Regions from separate parts of the Mus musculus genome. Here region 1 is linked to region 2. Evidence: chromatin contacts called from public HiChIP or PLAC-seq data. All regions are on one chromosome and are shown on one strand. The core of a region is the stretch at or near the end of the contact, and the rest is flanking DNA. Distances in the headings are between cores, read along the strand shown.

Evidence for each region. HiChIP or PLAC-seq counts read pairs in DNA pulled down with a chosen protein or histone mark.
Region 1: an H3K27ac HiChIP or PLAC-seq map of embryonic stem cells shows a contact between it and region 2, with 6 times the contacts expected there. The contact joins two enhancer-like sites. A contact is called at or near these places in 9 of 39 promoter capture datasets (the 3T3-L1 cell line, the C10 cell line, cranial neural crest and 4 more), 2 of 15 datasets of contacts at CTCF or cohesin (large pre-B cells and pro-B cells), 1 of 115 datasets of contacts at active chromatin or transcription factors (embryonic stem cells) and 1 of 9 other capture datasets (adipose tissue).

Annotation. Positions count from the first base shown.
Region 1 is chr16:22,796,499-22,803,884 of GRCm38.p6, forward strand. It overlaps Gm30416 (a long non-coding RNA gene), which reads left to right. Exons shown (of 4, transcript XR_875953.3): 2 at 1,145-1,376; 3 at 7,376-7,386. Among named protein-coding and RNA genes, the nearest start is that of Gm30416, 7.9 kb to the left of the region's middle. Within about 2 kb of position 3,758, at least 34 of the 459 cell types and tissues checked have an H3K27ac peak or open chromatin away from gene starts, as enhancers often do. A contact at or near this core is called in embryonic stem cells, where this site is marked.
Region 2 is chr16:22,136,549-22,143,340 of GRCm38.p6, forward strand. The region is part of intron 2 of Igf2bp2 (insulin-like growth factor 2 mRNA binding protein 2); the gene reads right to left. Among named protein-coding and RNA genes, the nearest start is that of Igf2bp2, 23 kb to the right of the region's middle. Within about 2 kb of position 4,048, at least 18 of the 459 cell types and tissues checked have an H3K27ac peak or open chromatin away from gene starts, as enhancers often do. A contact at or near this core is called in embryonic stem cells, where this site is marked.

The sequences.
Region 1 (7,386 bases), core at 2,508-5,007, 660 kb after region 2:
CCTGGTGGTCTTAAACTCCACAACAGCATGAAGGACATGTGTGATGGCTCTGAGAGTCGCAATTGTTTTCTGCTCACACGTGAACCCAACAGATGAGAAGGGTTTACCAAGGAGATGACGCACCGTATGTGTTAGGAAGAGTGCTTGAGGCAGACAGATTAGAGATGGCTGAGGTGCCACATCCAAGTCTGCCACAGATGCCGAAGTCAGGAAAGTGAGGGACAGAGGATGGCTTTGTGACATCCTTCAGGATGGAATGGACAGAGCTTTGTAACCAGGGGAGTATAGGAGAAGAAAGAGCTGGGGACAACGTGAAGTTAGTGTGTTAATGGTAGGAGGAAAGAGATGTGGGGAAAGAGGGAAAGAGAGGTAATATGGAGGAGGAAGAGGACAGTGCAGACCTGTTAACTATTCCCCTGGCAGTGTTCAGATCATCTGGAGCAGATGGGGAGAAGGAGAGGAAGAAAGAAGAGGGATGATAGAAGAAAGGGAAGGGGAGGAGGGGAGGAGAGGAAGAGAAGAGAGAGAAGAGGAGGAGGAGGTACAGAGGAGGGGGAGAGGAGAGAGAAGGGAAAGAAGAGGGGAGGGAAGGGGAGAGGAGAAGGGAGGGAAGGGAATGGGGGGAAAGAAGAAAAGAAAAAAGAGGGAAGAGAAGAGGGAAAGAGAAGGGAGAGAGGAGAGAAGGGAAAGAAGAGAGGGGAGGGAAGGGGAGAAAAGAGGAGACGGGAGGAGAGGAGAGGAGAGGGGAAAAAAGAGAAAGGAGTGAGGGAAAGGGAGGAAAGAGAGAAGAAGAAAGAAGAGAAGGGAGGGGTAGGAAAAAGGGAGGAGAGGGGATGAAAGGAGAGGAGAGAAGAGTCTCTGGAGTCATAGAGCTTAGTCCAGGGAGAGTGGAATATGAAGAGAACCAAGAACGAAATGTCCTCAAACTCTGATGCCTTAGGGAGAGGAATGGGGAGGAAGCCGAGCAAACCAACACTGCCCTTCCATCTTTTCTGTTAAGCAGGAGCTGGTGCTATCTGAGGAGACTGGCCATGTGATGGGGTTTTGAGAAGGAAACAGTTGCTAGTGGGGAGGGCATGAAGGAGTTGACTGGGGACACAGAGAGGGACTGCCAAGCACACATTGTTTTCTCCTGCCCTGACAGCTGTCATCAGTCAGGGGACCAGATGGAAAGATGAGGTAAGACTCTCCCAGTGCAGAAACTACACCCATTCGTGAAGCAGGTACCTCTAGCTACAGAATTGTTCTTCGGAGCCAGTAGAGGACCACTGATGCTGCTGGGATGATTTGCTCATGGAAGCATGCAAAGAAGCTTGGATGCCTTCCCCGGTGACAGCCAGGGCGAGCCTCTTTATACTTATGGACCCGAGTAAAGAGTAAGAATGGAAGCCCATGTATCATGCCTGAACATATTTGCACATTATAAATTAAGCTACAATCACTGCCAGCCTGGATTCCCAATTGGTGTCCTACCAGTCACTTCCTGAATCACCACACAACCAGGAGCTGAGCGCGCACTCTCTCTCTCCTGACCAGCCTGTGCCCTAGGAGTGTTCAGATTTGGTGGGACAAGATGGGAAGGGAGGCCAGATCTCGGCTAGGGCCCCCAGCTGCTGCCCTCTGAGCCCAGGACAGGATACAGCTAGCAAGTGCTTTATGAAACAAGGCAGGCAGGTATGGGTGTGTCAGCTCACCAACTCGGAACCTCCAGACAGGTCTCAGCACATCACTCTAAAAGAAGGAAGGGAAAACAGTTATTTTGTGGAATTAGACTGGCTAGACACATGGTTCCGGAGACTTTAAAGACACTATAAACAAAAGCAGAGTATCTGGAAACAGTCCCATTTCCTTTACTCTTGAATTATTAAAAATAAAAAAGGGTACGTCTATAAAATAGTTGCTAAGTAATAAAAAAGAACTACTGACGTGTGCTGTACACACAGATGTATCCCCAAACATTATCTGTGTGGAACCACACACTGCCCGATCCCACTCAGGACCTCGGGAGAAGGTGAGCCAAGGGAAGGACAGTGGCTTCAGCCAAGAGGCTGAGTCACGGTAGGCTCCAAGCAGAGACACCCAAGAGACCCAAAGGAATTTGTTTGGGGAGGGTCGACAATGTTCAATCCTGGTTTTGGTGGTGCCTGCATCATGCTAAAGCTTTTAACAAGTGGGCTGTATAATGCTGGGAGGATGTCCCAGTGAACTTACCCTGCCAAGCCACAGGCCAGAACTTCCTCAATTCTGAGGCTACCCTGTGGCTCTCTCCCTGACCCCACCCTTCTGCATTCAGTACCCCTGGGCTGTTCCTGCACAAGCTGCCTGCATGGGAGAGTGCAACAGCCCACCCCAAATGCAGTTTCTGGCATCTTTTGAGTTGGCTCTTCGGCCATTCCATAGATCTTGGTAGACCCAAGAACAGTTCTGAAAGTGATCTTTTTTAAAACAAAGAAATCAGTACCTTTTCCTCTGTGTTAGCAGCCAACCAGGGTGCTTTAGATGCCTCCCTCCCTGCCTATGAGAAACTCTGAACAGGGAGGAAGAGGATGCAGTGGGTCTGATGCTGGATCAGACGATTACAGATCGCAGCTTGTACCTGCTGCCTGGGGGAACTCTTGTGGCTGAGACAAAGCTTACCAGGCACATCTTCCCCAACTTCCCCACCCCATCCTTACAAGCCAACTATTTCTGTGCTTTAGGCATGGCTTGAAAGGTCAGCCCTGTTCCCATACCTGTCCACAGGGTGGGAGTGGGAGTGGGGCATGGCGCCTGGGGTGGGAGTGGGGCATGGCGCCTGGGGTGGGAGTGGGAGTGGGAGTGGGGCATGGCGCCTGGGGTGAGTGGGAGTGGGGCATGGCGCCTGGGGTAGGGAGGGGGCGCTCTCCTGTCGCGGCTCAGGATGGTGCAGGACTCCTTGTAAGCAAAAGGCTCTTTTTTCCAGGACCTAAGGACAGTGTGAGAAGGTCACAGACTGACTTCCGATTTAACAAGTCTGAGGGGACGGCAAGCTCTGGCATCCTGGACTTGTTTTCTCGCTTTTACAGCTCCTAAATAAACAGACTTTTAGGAATGTTTGAAATTCAGTTCAAATTTCAAGTGTTGCCTTTAAAGAGACACACAGGTGGTCATTTCAGAGTGAATTTTTTCTCTTGCTTTTCTTGTTTTCCAACTTTGAGATTTCTTTTCATAGATTAGATTTTTTTTTTCTTTTTTGAAAAGAGGATACACCCACAGGCCAGGCTATCAAGCCCCCTCCTTTGGGCAGATCTGCCATGTTCCTTTATTATGGAAGAATAATTAGAAGAGTTTTCTCTGGTACCAGAGAAGGGGAGAGCAGCGGGCAGGAGAAGACACACAATACAAAGGACAATGAGCTAATCCAGTTGTCTGTCCACTGGACCGATCCCCTCTTAGGTCCCTCTGAGGCCAATGCGCTAATCCCCGTTACGTTCACTCACACCTCAAGGGTCATCGACACTGAGAGCACCATTATGCTTACAGGAAATGTGAGGCTAAATTCTCACGCGCAGAGACATGGTTGGCATGACACTGGTTACATTAAAGGGCTCTTCTTGACTCGAGGGCCCAGGAAGGCTGAAGTTGTCCCTACAGACACATAGTCTTTCTGTGAGTCAGTCTATTCATGCAGCAAGTGGCAAACATAGCTACCTTCCTCTTCACACAATCACTGGGAGAGTCAAAGTCCAGCCAGTCAAGGGGGTCCCTAAGACAGTGTGAGTGAAGTTGTTGCCAGGAGACACTGAGTAGGCAGGACCATGTGACTCTCTCCCAACTGCCAGGTTGCTTAGCCTTTAGAGGAGTCTTTGGGAGTGACTCCGATTCATAACCCCCTCACAAGCAGGTCTCCTCCTGACTTTTTTTTTTCCCACACTTGCTCACAGAAACATAGTTTGAAGATCTATCTTTCTGTACTTAGCCCTGGGTTCTGCAGGACCAGCCTAACAGGGCTTACTGTGAGCCTGGGCAAACGAGCCAGTGTGTGTTCGGAAACCATGTGGTCAGCATTACTGCCAGGGCCCACCATTGTTCTGGCCCAATGGTTCAGTGCGCAGGCTGATGTGGCTGTTAAAGTGAACAAAGGGGACAAATCCCTGCCTGCTGGGTACTTCACTCCCAAGAGGCAAATTGTTTCAGGATTTCCCCAGAAAGCTATTCATTCCACAGTCACCCAACTGTGTTATAGCTGCTGGCTCACAAAGGGAGCCACAGGTACTGGAAAAATAGAACTAAAGTAGAAAGATCTGAGATGGGGTCAAGCCAGTACTTCCGGTCCTGGCAGAAAAAAAAAAAAGGAAGATTAACTTTCCATTTCTGTGCAAGTAGCCACCCCATCATGTGGCCAAAAGCCTCTGAACTTCCCGATACTCCCCTGACTCCTCCTGACCACCCCTTGACTCCTCCCCTCCCACAAACAGTCCAGAAATGATGTGAAGTCACCGGTAGACCCCTGAGTCATCATCTTGGAAGCCCCGTGGATTCTGAGTCCTTTCACCACGGAAAGGCCCCTCCCAAGAATGTCCTTCAGCAAAGGGTTTAGGGTAGCTGCCTTTATTCCATTATAGGTATAGCTAAGGCGTTTCTCCATATTGTCTCAGCGAATACCAACACAGCTGCTTGAGTTGTGTTTACTATGGGGATAACGTGTAGGTTTGAAAAGCTCTGACTTGTGTGGATTCTAGACACAGCCATGTTGGCTTTGGAAGCTGCCCAGAACTAGAACCAGGGAAGAGACTAATGGGACAGGCACGAGAAGGCCAGACTCCTGCAGCAGCTAAATGTGGCTTTTCTCGAGGTTATGGGATAGGTTAGATGACTCTGACATATTTCCCCCAATTATGAAGCGCCTGCTAAAATAACAGACATGAACTGTGGAGGTGGCTTGGTAGGTACAGTGCTTGCTGGGCAAGCATGAGGGATAGAGTTCCGGACTCCAGATGACACAGAAAAGCCCAGTGGTTTGGGCAGTCCTACCAGTAGTCCTGGCACTCCAGAGACAGGGAGGCTCTGGATCAAGCTAACTAGCTAGATACACGGTAAGCAAAAGAACCTGTATAGATATAGACATAGACATAGACATAGACATAGACATAGACATAGACATAGACATAGACATAGACATAGACATAGACATAGACATAGACATAGACAGACGATATATAGATACATTGTAAGCAAAAGATCCTGTGTGTGTGTGTGTGTGTGTGTGTGTGTGAATGTGTGGGTGTATGTATGTGTCTTTGAATGGGAATCAAGGATGATACTTAACCACAATCTAGAACCTCCATAAGCATGCACATACAGCCGGGCGTGGTGGCGCACACCTTTGATTCCAGCACTTGGGAGGCAGAGGCAGGCGGATTTCTGAGTTTGAGGCCAGCCTGGTCTACAGAGTGAGTTCCAGGACAGCCAGGGCTACACATAGAAACCCTGACTGGGAAAAAAAAACATGCACATACATGTATATATGCATCCCTATGTATGAGCACACATCTGTACATGCACCCATATCATGTACATGTCATATGCACATTTCTGAAAAAATTATGGGATAAAATAGAAAGGTATAAAAGTGGCTAACTACATAAAAGACTATGCAATTAATCCAGACAAGCAGTAGCTACTTATTAGTAGAGACTAGCATGAACGCAGTAGCCACTGCCATCCAGTGGATCCGTACTATGTCAGAGTCTGTATTTGAAAATTCTAAGCCCCAGATACTTTGTAATCCTCAACTACAAATCATTGTGGCTTTGAGGCTACTTGTGGATGTGGGCAAAGAGGAGCAGTGATCAGTGACCCAGTGCATGTGGTCCCAGGTGGAGTGAAGATGCCTTTTTGTCTCGGTTCTCACACATTGTTCCAGGACCACCTAATGCCATGGTCTTTGTATTCTTGCTTCCTGCTGATTTTCTTACCATATAGAAATGCCCCCAGGGATGCTAGCAACTTGTGATCTAATGTACCACTCACTCAAAGGCCGAGACAGACCTTCACAGAGAAAGCAACTGCTCATCTGGTGTGAGTTCTGGTGCCACTGGCTATGAGTTCCATGTTACTAAATCCACAACATACGTAGTGTCTTGAAACACAAGCACCCAGGAAACTAGGCTTTGTGCTGCCCATCGACAGGCCACGGGTGCTGGAGGCTCACAGGGATCTGATCATACGGCTCCTCTCAGCAATTCAGCATTTGCTGTTCAGTGTTTGTGGTATTGTTACAACTGCTAAAGACAAGGCTACCAAAAACATCTCTTACATGTTTTATATGTTGTCTGATTCGAGTGCCCACAGAGCAGGTGCTAGCCAGAGAGTTATCCATCTTAGATTATGCGACTCTGAACTAATTGGGATCCACTCGCAGAGAGTGGATTAACTGCCTCTCTAGCTTTTGTGCCAGACTGCCAGTCCTTGGGAAAATGTAGATGAACTCACAGCAAAACTGGTACATCATTAAGAGGCATCATTATGTCTTGTGGGTGGGGACCTAGACGGATAAGACATAAGACTGCAGATTGAAAGCTGCAGCAGCAGATGCTGGCTTTGTGTAAGAGGGAGATTGTAGTATTCAATTCTCTCTGACAGCCAACATTTGAAACTAGGGGTCCACAGGTCCGTCCGTGGGAGACATACACGCTTACAATTCTTTCTTAAAACAGCACATGTAAATTTCCTTTGTGGGGCCCGTACCCCCATTTCTGAAGCCTACAGTGTCCCATGTGCTTTTAGCCTCACGTAGTTCGTTATGATTTGCCTTACTCTTGTAACAGGACGGTCGAATATAGCAAATGCAAATAAGGGTGATGTCACAGTATCAGACACTGATCATTTCTAGCATGCCCCATACGGCACTTAGGTCACATTTATATTTATATCCCAGTATTTGGTCTTTATTAATACTGTTTCTGTATTTAATCTGGCGGTTCTCCCCTTGACATTACATGTTGAGGAAGTAGACTCCATATTTGGGAAGTACTCAGTCTTATCTCAGAAGAATGCTTGAGATAGAAGAAAGCTAACAAGGTTTTAGGATAGCTCTGCCTTTGCTTTCCTGAGATGCTGTTTCAGAGAAAACAATTAAAGGTAGGTGGAGTAAATTCAGGATAATCACTTCGCTGTCGGAGTGAGGTTGATGGCAGCCCTTGACTCTGACAGCAGCGAGAAAGAGCCCTACCCAGAAGGACTGAGGTTTATGAATAGAGGATAGAATTGGCTTTTTGGCCTTTAGTATCAAATGCCTGTAAAATCCCTTTTAAGCAGAGTTAAGAAGTGCACCTGTGGCTTGAAGAGCAATGACCGCCTCTCTGAATCAGGGCATTAACTGACAAATCTGTTGTTTTATGTTTGCCTCCCTCAGACTGTGTGTAG
Region 2 (6,792 bases), core at 2,798-5,297:
CCTTGCTTTCTATCAGCTGAGTGAAGATGGGAACCCAGAACAAAACACTCATTTTGAGGTGCTGTTAGGAAAAAAGAGCTTTCAAATAAAATTCTGTCGAAGTGGCCAAGTTGGAACAGTTTGTGAGTGTGGGCAAACACTGAGTGGAAAATAGGCCAGAAGACCTGGTCCAACCTGGCCGTGGGCCTTACTGCTCTCCAGCCCAGGCCAGCAGTCCCAGCTTCTGCTGCCGCTTGTGCTACCTGCCTGCCTTGTGACACCCACCTGCCTTGCCCGAAAGGTTGTAAGGGCTGGGGAAGTTGCTGCCTCTCAGTGTACCAGCTAGGACACACTCAATTAAATGATCGCAAGCAGCTGGAGTATTGCTGAGACATAGGAATCCTACCTGCCCTTCTTGCTCCTGCAGCAGATAGATGCTTAAACAGAAAAAGGTTCCAAGGGAGCCTCAGGAAACAGGGGGAAGGTGGGTTTTTCCTCTATGAAAACCCTTCCTCGGGAGAGAGTAACGTCTCCAGCCTGGGCAGTTAGGAACGGTCCTGAGGGTGAGTGCCAAGCATCTGGAGTGTGGTGTTGTCTCTTACCTGGAACTCCGTCTGCATTTAACTCAGAACACACTGTCAATTAGGGACCTTGATGATAATGGCATGTTGCTCAGTAAGGGAAGTATTGTTTGAATCAAACTATTGTAGCAACGGTTTCGTGGCAGGTGTGCCCTATTGATACAGAGCCAGATACAGATACACACTGACAGTCTTAGAGCCACTGCTACAAAATTGCCACAATTCAGTGCTTCAGTTTAAACTGTAACTCAGGTTATGCAAAGTGCTGTAGACATTCCAAGGCAATTACCAAATAGATTACCACTAGAGAAAACCATTATCATCTAGCTTGGTCTTTGTGATGTTCTTCTAGCTCAGAAGCTCTGCTTCTGAAACTTGATGTGAGGAGCATAAATTCCTTAACCAGAAACCGTTCTTTTGGCTTTCTGAGATGTCCCACTATTTAGCACAGGCTGGTCTCCACAAGCTGTAATTGCCCTGCCTCAGCCTCTTCTTACAAGTGCTGGGATTAGAGGTATGAAGTCAGCCACCGTGTCTGGTAAAAACAGTGGTTTCCCCCACTTACACTTTATTTACTTTATATGTGTGCATGCGCCACAATTCAGGTATAAAGTCAGAGGAACAATATGGTTCTCATCCTCTACCATGTGGGGCCAGGGGCTGGAACTCAGGTTCAGGTTATCAGCATGATTTCAAATGCCAGTCGCCTACTAAACCATCTCATTGGCCCAGAGGAAGGAAGCTAGCCTAAGCCCTAATTCTAGGTCTGTCAGCAGCCAGCTTTGTGGGCAACCCATCTGACATTTGTTTTCTCTCTCACCAAGTACAAGCACACACACCTGCTGGGCTCTAGTCTTCCAGCTCTGTTAGTCTGTGACAAATCCCCTTGCCTATACACATGCACAGAGGTCATTTGAGTGCGTCCTAGATGGTACAGTGAGAGGCAGTAACTTCCCCAGCCCTTACAACCTTTCGGGCAAGGCAGGTAGGTGTCATAAGGCAGGCAGGTATCGCGAGCACACACACACACACACACTCTCTCTCTCTCTCTCTCTCTCTCTCTCTCTCTCTCACACACACACACACACACACACACACGATATGTGTAATCTTTAAATACTAAGAAAAAAAAAAGCCTAAAGAAGACACTTCACATCAACCCAACCTCTGGCCTCCACACACACTCATGTCACACACACTTTCCAGAAACCCCTTGTTCTTCCTGTCTCTAGCAGCCACTGCTGGATCCCCCACCCAGAAGTAAACTGTGGAGAAGCCATTCTTCCAGACCTCCTGAGACAGTCTGAGAAGCCCAGGCTCTCCAAATCTTTCCTATCCAAATTCTCCAAGCACAGTATATTAAACACTAGACTCAGAATCTGTTGCTGAGATGACCCACATTTTTTCCCTCACTGCTGAGACCTCTGTGTGTGTGTGTGTGTGTGGGGGGGGGGGGTGTTCTGAGGGGTGGTGCAACATTCATATTGTAAATTACTGCAGATGCCTACAATTACTGTGGCGTTTACTTCATCACATGTTCCAGGCCCACTCTATGATTTACTCTATGTTGGAGCCTTAATAAGGAAGTTAGCACTGAAATGTGACCCTGTGACTATGGGGAAATACCACTGCTTTACAATACCTGTATAATTCATTCTCTCTCTCTCTCTCTACCTCTCTCTCTCTCTGTGTCTCTCTCTCTCTGTCTCTCTCTCTCTCTCTCCCTTCCTCCTTCCCTCCCTCCCTTCCTCCCAGGCACACCTGCATCCCAGCATACATATGGAAATCAGGGACAACCTCAGGTGTCAGCCCTAGCTTTCCACCTTGAGCCCGGCCAGGTTCTCTGTTGTCTTCCCACTCTGTACACCACAGTAGAAGCCAGCAAATTCCCATAAAGTCTCCTGTCTCTGCCTCCCATCTGCCTCCCAGGAGCACTGGGGTTACAGCTCCCAGTAGGCATCTGACTATCTGTGTGGATTCTGGGTTTAATCTCAGGTCCTCAGGCCTTTAAGACAAATGTGTTTACCCACTGAGCAATCTCTCTACCCCTGCTTTGGGGCTGGGGACATGGCTCACTAAATAAAAGTGTGAGGAGCTGAGTTCCAATCCATCACCCCACATAAAAGCTGGGCAGGGCAACCTCAGTTGTACCCTCAGATCCCCAGAGTTTGCTGGCCAGCCATTCTATCCTGCTAGATCACTGAGCACCAGGTTTCCTGAGAAAGCCTGTCTCAAAAAATGAGGGAAGGAAGCAACAGAGGAAGACACCCAACGTTGACCCCTCACCTCTGTACACTCACACACAAGGGGGGGGGGGGGTGTCTCTGTGTGTGTGTGCACGCACGAGCACTCCCAGATATATACCCACATACACTTAACTATTTCTAAGATTCCTATGTTTCTGTTAGTACTTTGCCTACAGAGATGTCTGTGCACTACGTTCATGCCTGGTGCCCAGAAGCGGGTGTGAAATCCCCTATAGCTGGAGTTTCAGATAGTCATGAGATTCCATGTGAGTCCTGGGAACCAAACTGGGTCCTTGGTAACCACTGAGCCATCACTCCAGTCCCCACCCCAAGCTACTTTTCTAGGGTGCTTTCTCTTGGGGTATGTTTATAGTGTGATATTATGCCTGCTCAGCAAGACCCAACTAAACAAACAACTTTAAGCTTTTCTTTACTAAACTTTCAGGAGGTGGACACTTCAGAGGACAACTGGAAGTGTGTTCTAAACTTCTGGCCACCCATATCAGTACTGGCTGTTACCTACACAAAGCTGTGCCAGAGCCCAGCCCCCCAAGATCAGGTGGGCTAAGGTCACTCCCTACATACTTAGGATGTCCGTCCAGATGCACTTATACGCCATCAGCAGCTCTGATTCAGTATACTCTTTGCATTTATATTTTCCACCCCAACTCCAACTTTACAATTCTAAGGAATCCCCCGCCGCCGCCTAGTACAGATGTGCCTGGCCCACAGGCCACACTGAGAACCTTCAACTCAGCCTTCTCTGTTTAAAGAGCATCATTGTTATCCTAATTTACCTCCTTAAAAGATTAACCTACACCCCTGGAGCTCCTGGGGACTGGGCCACCAAGCAAAGAGGTTCCATGGAGGGACCCTTGGCTCCAGCTGCATTTGTGGCAGAGGATGGCCTTGTTGGACATCAGTGAGAGGAATGGCCCTTGGGCCTGAGGGTGTTCGATGTCCCAGTGTAGGGGAATGCCAAGGCAGGAAGACGGGAGTGGGTGGGTGGGTGGGTGAGCACCCTCATAGAGGCAGGGGGAGGAGGAATGGGATAGGGAGTTTCTGAAAGGGAGACCTGGAAAGGTGAAAACATTTGAAATGTAAATAAAGGAAATATCCAATAAAAAAATTAACCTACACTTTGGAAAGGCGTGCTAAGGTTTCAGATTGGTTTTCAGCAGTGTTGGCAGAGAAATGGGGTTTTCCCTGTGTGGTGATTGATGCAAGCCTGCAATCCCAGCAATGGGGAAGTAGAGGCTTGAGTTCAAGGTTCTTCTCTGAAACTATACAGAAAAGTCAAGGCTAGCCTGGGCTACAAGAGACTAAAACTGAACAAAAGCATTTTCTGCTTACCTGTCAATTTAAAAGGGTAACAGCTTTATTAGAGTATACTTTTCCCTAAGAATGGTACCAAAATTAAACTGTAATAAAGCAGATACAATGTATTTCCATCCTTGGGGATCCCCGCCCACAGCCAGTCTTGAGGAACACACACCATGAGTGCCTCATTCCTTCCTGCTCGGGCTGTAAACAGACACATAGGCCTATGACTGAGAGCATAACTGAGATCTGGAGAGAGCCACTCAGGGCCAGAAGACACTTGATGTAGGACAAGACCTTTTAGATGGGCGTTCAAGGAGACTATGGGGCTGAAGGGAGCTGCCAATTTCCCTGCGTTCACAACGACTTTTACAATGCCTCTGCAATTTACTGCCTGCCCCACGAGCTGACTGGACCTTGTCCCCAGCCATTTCGGGAATGATCATGCTAATGATGCATGCTAGTTTGAATTCTAGGCTGACAGGCTCTCTGTTTTTCCTACCTTTGGACTTTCCAGTACTAATCCAATGCTTCCCATTCAGAAATCCCTTGCTGAAGGTTTGGCAGTAAATGATGAAGAGGATGTATGTGGGAAACAGGAACTGCATCCTGGGGGTATCCACAGGTTTTGAGTATCTTTTGTTCTGAACAGTGTCCCATCCCAGCCTTAACGGGCTACAGGCATTTAGAAGCGTTCCAGAGGGGGAGTTCTGTTCCCCAGTGGTGTAGCCTCTGCAAGCTGCACAAGAGACTACCAAACACAGTGGAGCACACACAGAGACGTGAAAACAGGAGGGGGCCCAGTGGGGATGAATGGGTTATTTCAACACAATACAACATCACCATGAGGTAGAGAAGCCCCTTTATTCCCACCAGCAGACTAAAGCACCAGCCACAATGTTTGAGTCTCTAAAAGAAATGACCTGGCTGAGACTCGATGCCTAGAATGAAACTGTTTCCCAAGGAAAGCACTCATAAATACCTCTGTGGTGGTTTGAATGAAAAAGGCCCCCATAGACACCTATGCTTCAATACTTGGTCTCCAGTTGGTAGAACTGTTTGGGAAGGATTAAGCTGCTAGGGCTTGCTGAAGGAGGCGTGCCACTGGTTTCAAACAACTCCTACCATCCCCAGTGAGCTCTCTGCGTGCTGTGTGTGGTTTGAGATGTGAGCAATCAGCTATTCCTGTTGTGATGTCTTTGATCCACCACCATGGACTCCCAACGCTCTGAAACCACAAGCCCAAGTAAATATTCTTTCATAAATTGCCTTGGTCATAATGTTTTTAATCATAGCAACAACAACAAAAAAAGCAACTAATACAACCTCTCCATTAGAGCTCAAATAACTTTAGATGTTAACTGGTATAACGCTTGCTCTAGCAAGCTGATGTGGAGGATACAGACTAAGATTTCAAGCCCTGCAAGCCTCTCTTGCCATAAGGTCATCTTAGTCCCATGAATGCAAACCTTTAGACTCAATCTCACAGAGTGGGGCTGGTGGCTCATACTTGACACCCCAGCACTCAGGAGCCTGAGGCAGGACACCGACACAATGAGAAAATCAATATCCCACCATCACAAAGAAGGCACTTTAAACCACACCAGAGAACAAGCTAACTAAACACATTTCCAGAGCATTTGTACAGCACTCACACCAGAAACACGTCATATTTTTACTCAAAGAGAAAGCGTGGTAGGAGTTTAACACAGCCAAGTCTGACAAACACCCGGGCTGGAGTATGTCATTGAAAGTAGTGTTTTAATGCATCTGAACAGGAATTATCACTGCCTTCCTTTTCAACTAGTTTCAACTGACGATGCAAACTGTATAAGTGAACCGTATCCATCCAACTCAGGGAAACCTAACTTTCTTGAATTGCTTATGTTTTCAGAGTGGTGGTTCAGATATTTGTGCTGAAGGACACATGGGAAATGGAACCTACTTCCTGTGGCTCCTAGGAGCTGGGAACACAAACTGAGGCTCAAGTATTAGCTGGTCCTAACGCAAAGGCATTTCTCAAAGTCCACACTTAGGTTACTTCACAGAGGGCCACCTTGTACAAGTCTAAGTGTAGTGGTGAGTGCTTGTAACTCCCGGGCTAGAGAGTAAAGCAAACTGCTTTCCGGAGGCTCAGTGGCCACCAGTCCAGCCCTCTCAGAGCTGCAGACCAGAAGAGACTATCTTCCATCCAAGGTTGCCCTCCTACTTACAGTTGCAGGCACAAACATATGCAGGCATTCAGACTAACATGTGACAAGCCCTATCTCAAAAGGCAAAATGCACAGCTCTTGAGGAATGACATCCAAGGCTGACCTCTGGTCTTGATCACGCACACACATAGTCAACATTTTAAACTGTAGAGGAATCAGCAAACTACTCAGATCACAGGCCAGAAGCCGGGCCTGATGATGCAGAGATTTGATGCCAGCACTTAGCAGCAGAGGCAGGAGGATCTACAAGCCTCAAGGCCAGGTTGGTTGGTCTAGATAGTGAACTCCTGTCCAGTCTCAAACAAGGAGAGAAGGGAGTAAGAAGAACGATTGGGAATATACACTGGTTCAGTGGAATACGTAAACTTTGCAGAAAATTTAGCATTGCATTTTTTAAAATAAATTTTAAAAAGTACCTTTCTTTCTGAAGTAGATAACACTAAAGGGACTAGG